2 separate regions of the Sus scrofa genome follow, and region 1 is linked to region 2. Evidence: chromatin contacts called from public Hi-C data. All regions are on one chromosome and are shown on one strand. Each heading gives the region's core, a stretch centred on a gene start, on an enhancer-like site or on the middle of the called end of the contact. The rest is flanking DNA. Distances are from core to core; before and after follow the strand shown. Region 1 holds the start of MTFR1 (mitochondrial fission regulator 1). Region 2 holds the start of PDE7A (high affinity cAMP-specific 3',5'-cyclic phosphodiesterase 7A).

Region 1 (2,700 bases), core at 115-2,614, 190 kb after region 2:
GCGCTATCTACACGTTCAAAAGTGCCTTATTTTACTCAACTTCTCCACAAAGCAAATGACTGGAAAAGAAGTACAATTGCTGATCATGAGGAAATATGTACAAGAAATGAAATATGTCTGAGATATACTTCAAAATAATCGGGGCGGGGGAAGGAGCAAGCCTGGCCAGTTACTGATTTTAAATTGGGTAATGGGTGCACGGAGCTCTCCTACTATCCTCGTGACACTGGAGAGTCTGAAGACTCCCATAATAAAAAGTGCTGTTAAATGTCCAAAGGTCGAGGTGTTTTCTGTTTTCCTTTGGGGCTTAATGCAAATCCCGGTCCCGGTCGGGAAGACAAAGTGGCAAGTTCTAAGAGGCGAAAAGTGAAACGGGGACGCCGGCCAGCTGAGGCTGGTTACGCCTCCCAGGCGGCCCAACAGGTATGCTCCTCCCTCCCAATCCCCGAGGCCCGGACAGGAGGAGCACCCGCCGAGTCACGCCACCGAACCCCCGGGAAAGCGCAACACCCAAGGGAACTGCCGCAAAGGCCCTTCCCTGGGCCGCTGCCTGACTGCCGGCGCGCGAACTGCCGGCTCCCGACGACCGACCAAAGGCCGGGGGAGGAAGGGGGCAGCGATGGGGAGAATAGGTGGGCGGGTGGGTGAGTCCTGCCTTGCCCGGCAAGTCGGCCGAATTCGCTCCGCTCCGCCAAAGCTCCAGCCCCAGCAGGGCCCTCGGCCAGCACGGCCGCCCCCGGACATCTCCGCCTCCCTTCAGCCGCGGCGCGGACACCCCACCGGTACGCGGAGCCCGCCGGCCTCCCCGAAAACCCAAACCCGGCTCCTTCACCTCCTACCCTGAGTGTCACCAAAGGTTCCCGCCGCCGTCCCCGGGGCGCCTCCTCGACCCCAAGCCAACCGCTTTCCAGAGTTTTTACCTCACTCTACCTCCGGCGCGAGGCAGCCCGCCGGCTTCTTCAGCTACTCCACCTTCCAGCTTGACCGTCCCGGGGCGTTGCTGCCAATCACCCAATCTCCGCCCCGAGCCCGGGCGAGGCTCACCAATCAACGGCTCCCTCCGGCCTGGAGGCGGGAGCCGCAAGCGGAAGGCCAGAAGATCGCTGCACGAGCCTGGAGCGGCCTCTCGCAGTGTGCGCACGCGTTGGGCTCGGCTATCGCGTGGGCTTTCCCGTGGACCTTGCTTTTTGTCCTCAGTTCTCTGCCTTGGCAAGTGCTTTGTAAACTTCAACCTCAAGAAAGACCCACATTCTGAATGTAGCCCCAAGTGTGTATTACCTTGAAAGAAGATGTGAATCTTAGCCCTTGTTAAGCTAATAAATGAGCTGTTTCATCTCGCGGTGTAGCAACTTGTGCTCACCCAGCCTTTGCGGACTTCGTATCTCGGGTGTGTTTGTCTAGGGGAAGTAGGGCTGTCGGATTGTACAAAGTGCCTGAAGGGTTAGGATTTTACTTTACCAAGTCTTCGGTTCTAACATGTTTAAGTTTTATTCGTTGGGACACGTGATTTTTAGTAGCTGAGTATCCCAAGACACTCTGGGTTCAATTCATTCTCTCTTGAAAATATGATCATTGCACTTAATAGCTAACAATATATTAAGCATGGTAATATGGGTAGGACTGACAAAAGATTCATACGTAGAGCGGAGAAACCTATTTCTGTTTGGCTTTTCAAGAGCCTATTGCTGATTGGCTGTTTCTCTTACCCTCCCATTGTAATTGATCCCAGAGGTCGTAAGCAGACAACAGAGCTCTGAAGTTTTTAATCCGGGTGCCCAAGTCTCTCCCTGGCGAGGCTTTCCCCCTTCAGCAAAAGCGTTAATTCATCTACTTAACAAGGGCTTGTTAGGGGCCCACTGTGACAATACAAAGATTTTAAAGAGCTTTGAACCACGCCCTCAGTGAGCCTACGGGCTAACAACAAGGTTAATTTATATAACCAAAAGTTGTAACCAGGTATGGAGGGGGCTGGGAAACCCGCCTAAGCCTGCCCGGGTTCTCAGGGAGTGCATCTGGAAGAAGAGAATGCTTGGGCTGGGGTCTGATGAAGCAGCAGAAGCATCTGAGCTCAAGGGGCAGGGGCAGAGCATGGCGATATATCTAACAAAGTTCACTTGTTGCTTATGAGATTTTCCTAGGGTGGATTTAGTGCGAAGCTAATGAAGCATCTGCCATTGACTTGCACCAGCTCTCTCCAAGAGCCAAGGAAGGGCCCCAGCACCTAATAATGCACATGATCATATGTAGTTTTCAACTCTTTAAAGGGGCCCCAGCACCTAATGCACATGATCATATGTAGTTTTAAACTCATATGTCTTAGAGCTGTCCTCAACAGGGATTGGCTAAGGCTTTTTTCCATGCCAATTTCCTTTCCTTCACACTTCCCTTCTAGGTGCCCTGGAGTGGCTCTGGGCTTTTGGGGGATCTGAGTGAGGGAAAGAGTTGAGATGGAACTGGAGCCACTTCCCTGATAAGTTATTTCTGACTCTCCTGGTGTTGGAATAGCTTCCAGGAAAACTCCTAGCTACACTCTATTCTATCTCATAAATGAATGTGTCCCAGGGCACCTGGCAGTAGATGCACATGGGTGGAGAAAGAGAAAAGAGTTTGAAATGTGCTGAGCCAAAAGTTAATCTAGGGGGAAATCTTCCAGTCATCACACTTTTAAAATTATAAGATTACAGGGAGTTCCTGTTGTGG
Region 2 (2,804 bases), core at 197-2,696:
AAGAAATGAAAAGTGTAAGTGAAGCATCCGGTCTTTACACCTGAAAAGACCCTGAAGGGTCCCAGGCACCAAGGTGATTTTGCGCATGTGATCCAACTCACCTCATTGGCAAGAGGCCAGAGCTAGGCCTGCAGCTCCTCCAGCCTGTCTTCATCCTGGGTGAGGTGCATGTGCGACAAATCAAGCTCTGCACCCCCCTCCCCACCCGGCCCAGTATATCGTATGGTTCTGCTTTTCTTTTTCTTTCTTTTTTTCTTTTCTGGGGATGTGCCTGCAGTACATGGATGTTCCCAGGCTAGGGGTCCAATCAGAGCTTCAGCTGCCGGCCTACACCGAAGCCAAAGTAACGTGGTATCTGAGCTGAGTCTGTGACCTACACGACAGCTCAGGGCAACTCTAGATCCTTAACCCACTGAGCAAGGCCAGAGATTGAACCTGCATCCTCATGGTTCTTAGTTGGGTCCACTATAGCTGAGCCACAGTGGGAACTCCAGTTCTGCTTTTCTGAAGAATGCTAATATACTTTCCAATACGATAAAGTATACTGTGAAGAGTTGAAGTTCTGGTCTTGAGAAACCACATGGTTTGGTGAAAATGCATGGCTCTGAGGTCATACAGAACAGAGATTGGTGGCACAAACAATTTAGGGTCTTGAAACCTGACTCCCCATCTGTAGAATTGCGATCAAGTTTTTACTTACGTAGGAGTTCCCATAGTGGCTGTTGTGTAGGGTTAAGTTGAAGATTGTATGTAGAATACCCATAGTGTTTCACAGTGAATACATAGTACATATTAGCTCACCTCTCTGTTGGAGGGAGATGCATTGGTTAGTGCCCTGAGTCCTATTGAATGACTTAATGGAACAGAGTCACTTCAGCATATATTGTCTAGTATCACACCAATACTACCTTCTGGGTGTTTAGATGACACAAAACTCAACATTATTTGAGGTAAGTTTTGCCATTTATCTGTGGGAGATTTAAGGCAAGTTCTGACTCCGAGCCCAGCTTCAATTTAGAAACTATTACTCTACGGGGTTTTTGTCAGAAGTAAATAAGAGAAAATACAGAGGATGCTCCATACATCTACTGGATGTTGTGGGAGTAATTGGGGTTTCAAAGATGAGTTGGGTAAGTTGGTGTGAGACAGGCTGGAACTGCGGACCTGGGACCCTTTGCTGCAGTGCTTACACCTGAACAAATGCTGCAGTTGGGGCAAATTATGAATAACAAGATACAAAAAGACCCAAACTCAGCTGAGATATTGAGAGCAAAAGCAGGGTATCGCACATGATCCCTGCATCCAGCAGGAGGATCTGCCCCTACCCTGACCCCATTTAAGGGACCAACTCCCCACACACCCACCCACTCCCAGGAGCCAGCAAAGGAACTGGCTTGTTTTCACTCTCTCCTGCTGCAGCGAATAAAGCCTGGCCTCTTATCAATTTCTATTGATTAAAGAGTCCAAGAACCTGGGTGGTTAACAGGGTGCTAAAGGGGAGCTTACTATCAAGTGAAGAAAAAAATCCATGAAACCACAATGGAAGTTATATTCTTTTAATAGTAGAGAGCAGGGTTCCAGTCATGGCTCAGTGGACTGGTATCCGTAAGGTTGCAGGTTCAATCCCTGGCCTCCCTCAGTGGGTTAAGGATCCAGCATTAAGGATTAAGGATCCTGCGTTGCTGTGAGCTGTGTTATAGGCTGCAGACGTGGTTGGGTCTTGCATTGCTGTGGTGTAGGCCAGGAGCTGCAGCTCCAATTTGGCCCTTGCCTGGGAACCTCCATATGCCACGGGTGAGGCCCTAAAAAGCGCCCCCCCCCAAAAAAAATAGTAGCGAGCAGAAAAGTAGAAAATTACCATGAGGAGGTAGAAAGTTTTAAATGCTATAAAAGAAACAGATGCCATGGAAAGATGATAAAAGGTCTTGCAGACTTCTGTTGATTTATGGGATCATGAGCATATGATACCTGATCTCACAGGCACGGGCTAGGCAATACTTCCAAAGACCTGCCACCTTGCCAGTGGCTGGTCATAGCACATAACTGGAAGAGTGGGTGCTTTGAGAGAGGAGCCAAGTCAACAATTTTGCCGGCAGGGGAGTGCTTGTTCAGGCTGACATCCCAGAAGCTGGAATGCATTTGAAACAAAAGCTTGCAGCTGAAAATCTTTGACAGTTTTGGGGAAAATGTGACAAAATAAACCTACAAATTACATATCCAGTTTACAAACTAGGTCGAAAAGTTCTTTTATTTTCTCCCACCTTCTCAAAATCAAAGCCAAGAAACAAAAACACTTTTGGTAAAAGGGTATGCAGTCTCCTTTCCCCTTTGTCTTCTCATGTTCATCCTTTCTCATTTTTTCCAGTGCGTACTCTCACTTCTTTCTCAGTCTCGGTGTTTTCCCACCAACCCCCTCCCCGCCCCCTCCTCACGCCCGCATTCTCTGCTCGGCTCTTAGCCCCTCAGCCCGGGACAGCCCGGGCCCCCCGCACCTGCTAGCGGGGAGCCCGAGCCAGTCCCCGCCGAGAGACTGGCAGTGACGTAGCGGGGAGGACGGTGCCCGCGCGGCCCGCTGACGTCACTGCCGCAGCGGTCCCCAGCGAAGCCCAAGAATGGGAATTCAAGGAGGGAAACGCGGCGGTGACCCCAGGGTCAGGGCTGAGCGCTCCGAGTGGGCCGCGTGCTTTGGGTCTCTGGAGTCAAAAGGCCAGAATCGCGCCTCCTGCGTAGGCTGATCCCACCCACCCTACACCCTCAGTGCGCCCCAACGCCAGAGTTTAGCGATAAGGGGAATGTCCCTAAAC

The links. A called contact is a pair of places that touch in the nucleus more often than the background predicts.
Region 1: a Hi-C map of skeletal muscle shows a contact between it and region 2, with 2.4 times the contacts expected there. The contact joins the promoter of MTFR1 here to the promoter of PDE7A in region 2. A contact is called at or near these places in 1 of 5 promoter capture datasets (fetal liver), 3 of 47 Hi-C or Micro-C datasets (fetal heart ventricle, heart right ventricle and skeletal muscle) and 1 of 2 datasets of contacts at active chromatin or transcription factors (alveolar macrophages).

The regions. Positions count from the first base shown.
Region 1 is chr4:68,968,634-68,971,333 of Sscrofa11.1, forward strand. MTFR1 (mitochondrial fission regulator 1) reads right to left here and starts at 1,365. Exons shown (of 7, transcript XM_021089295.1): 1 at 931-1,365.
Region 2 is chr4:68,776,464-68,779,267 of Sscrofa11.1, forward strand. It overlaps PDE7A (high affinity cAMP-specific 3',5'-cyclic phosphodiesterase 7A), which reads left to right and starts at 1,447. Exons shown (of 13, transcript XM_021089289.1): 1 at 1,447-2,804.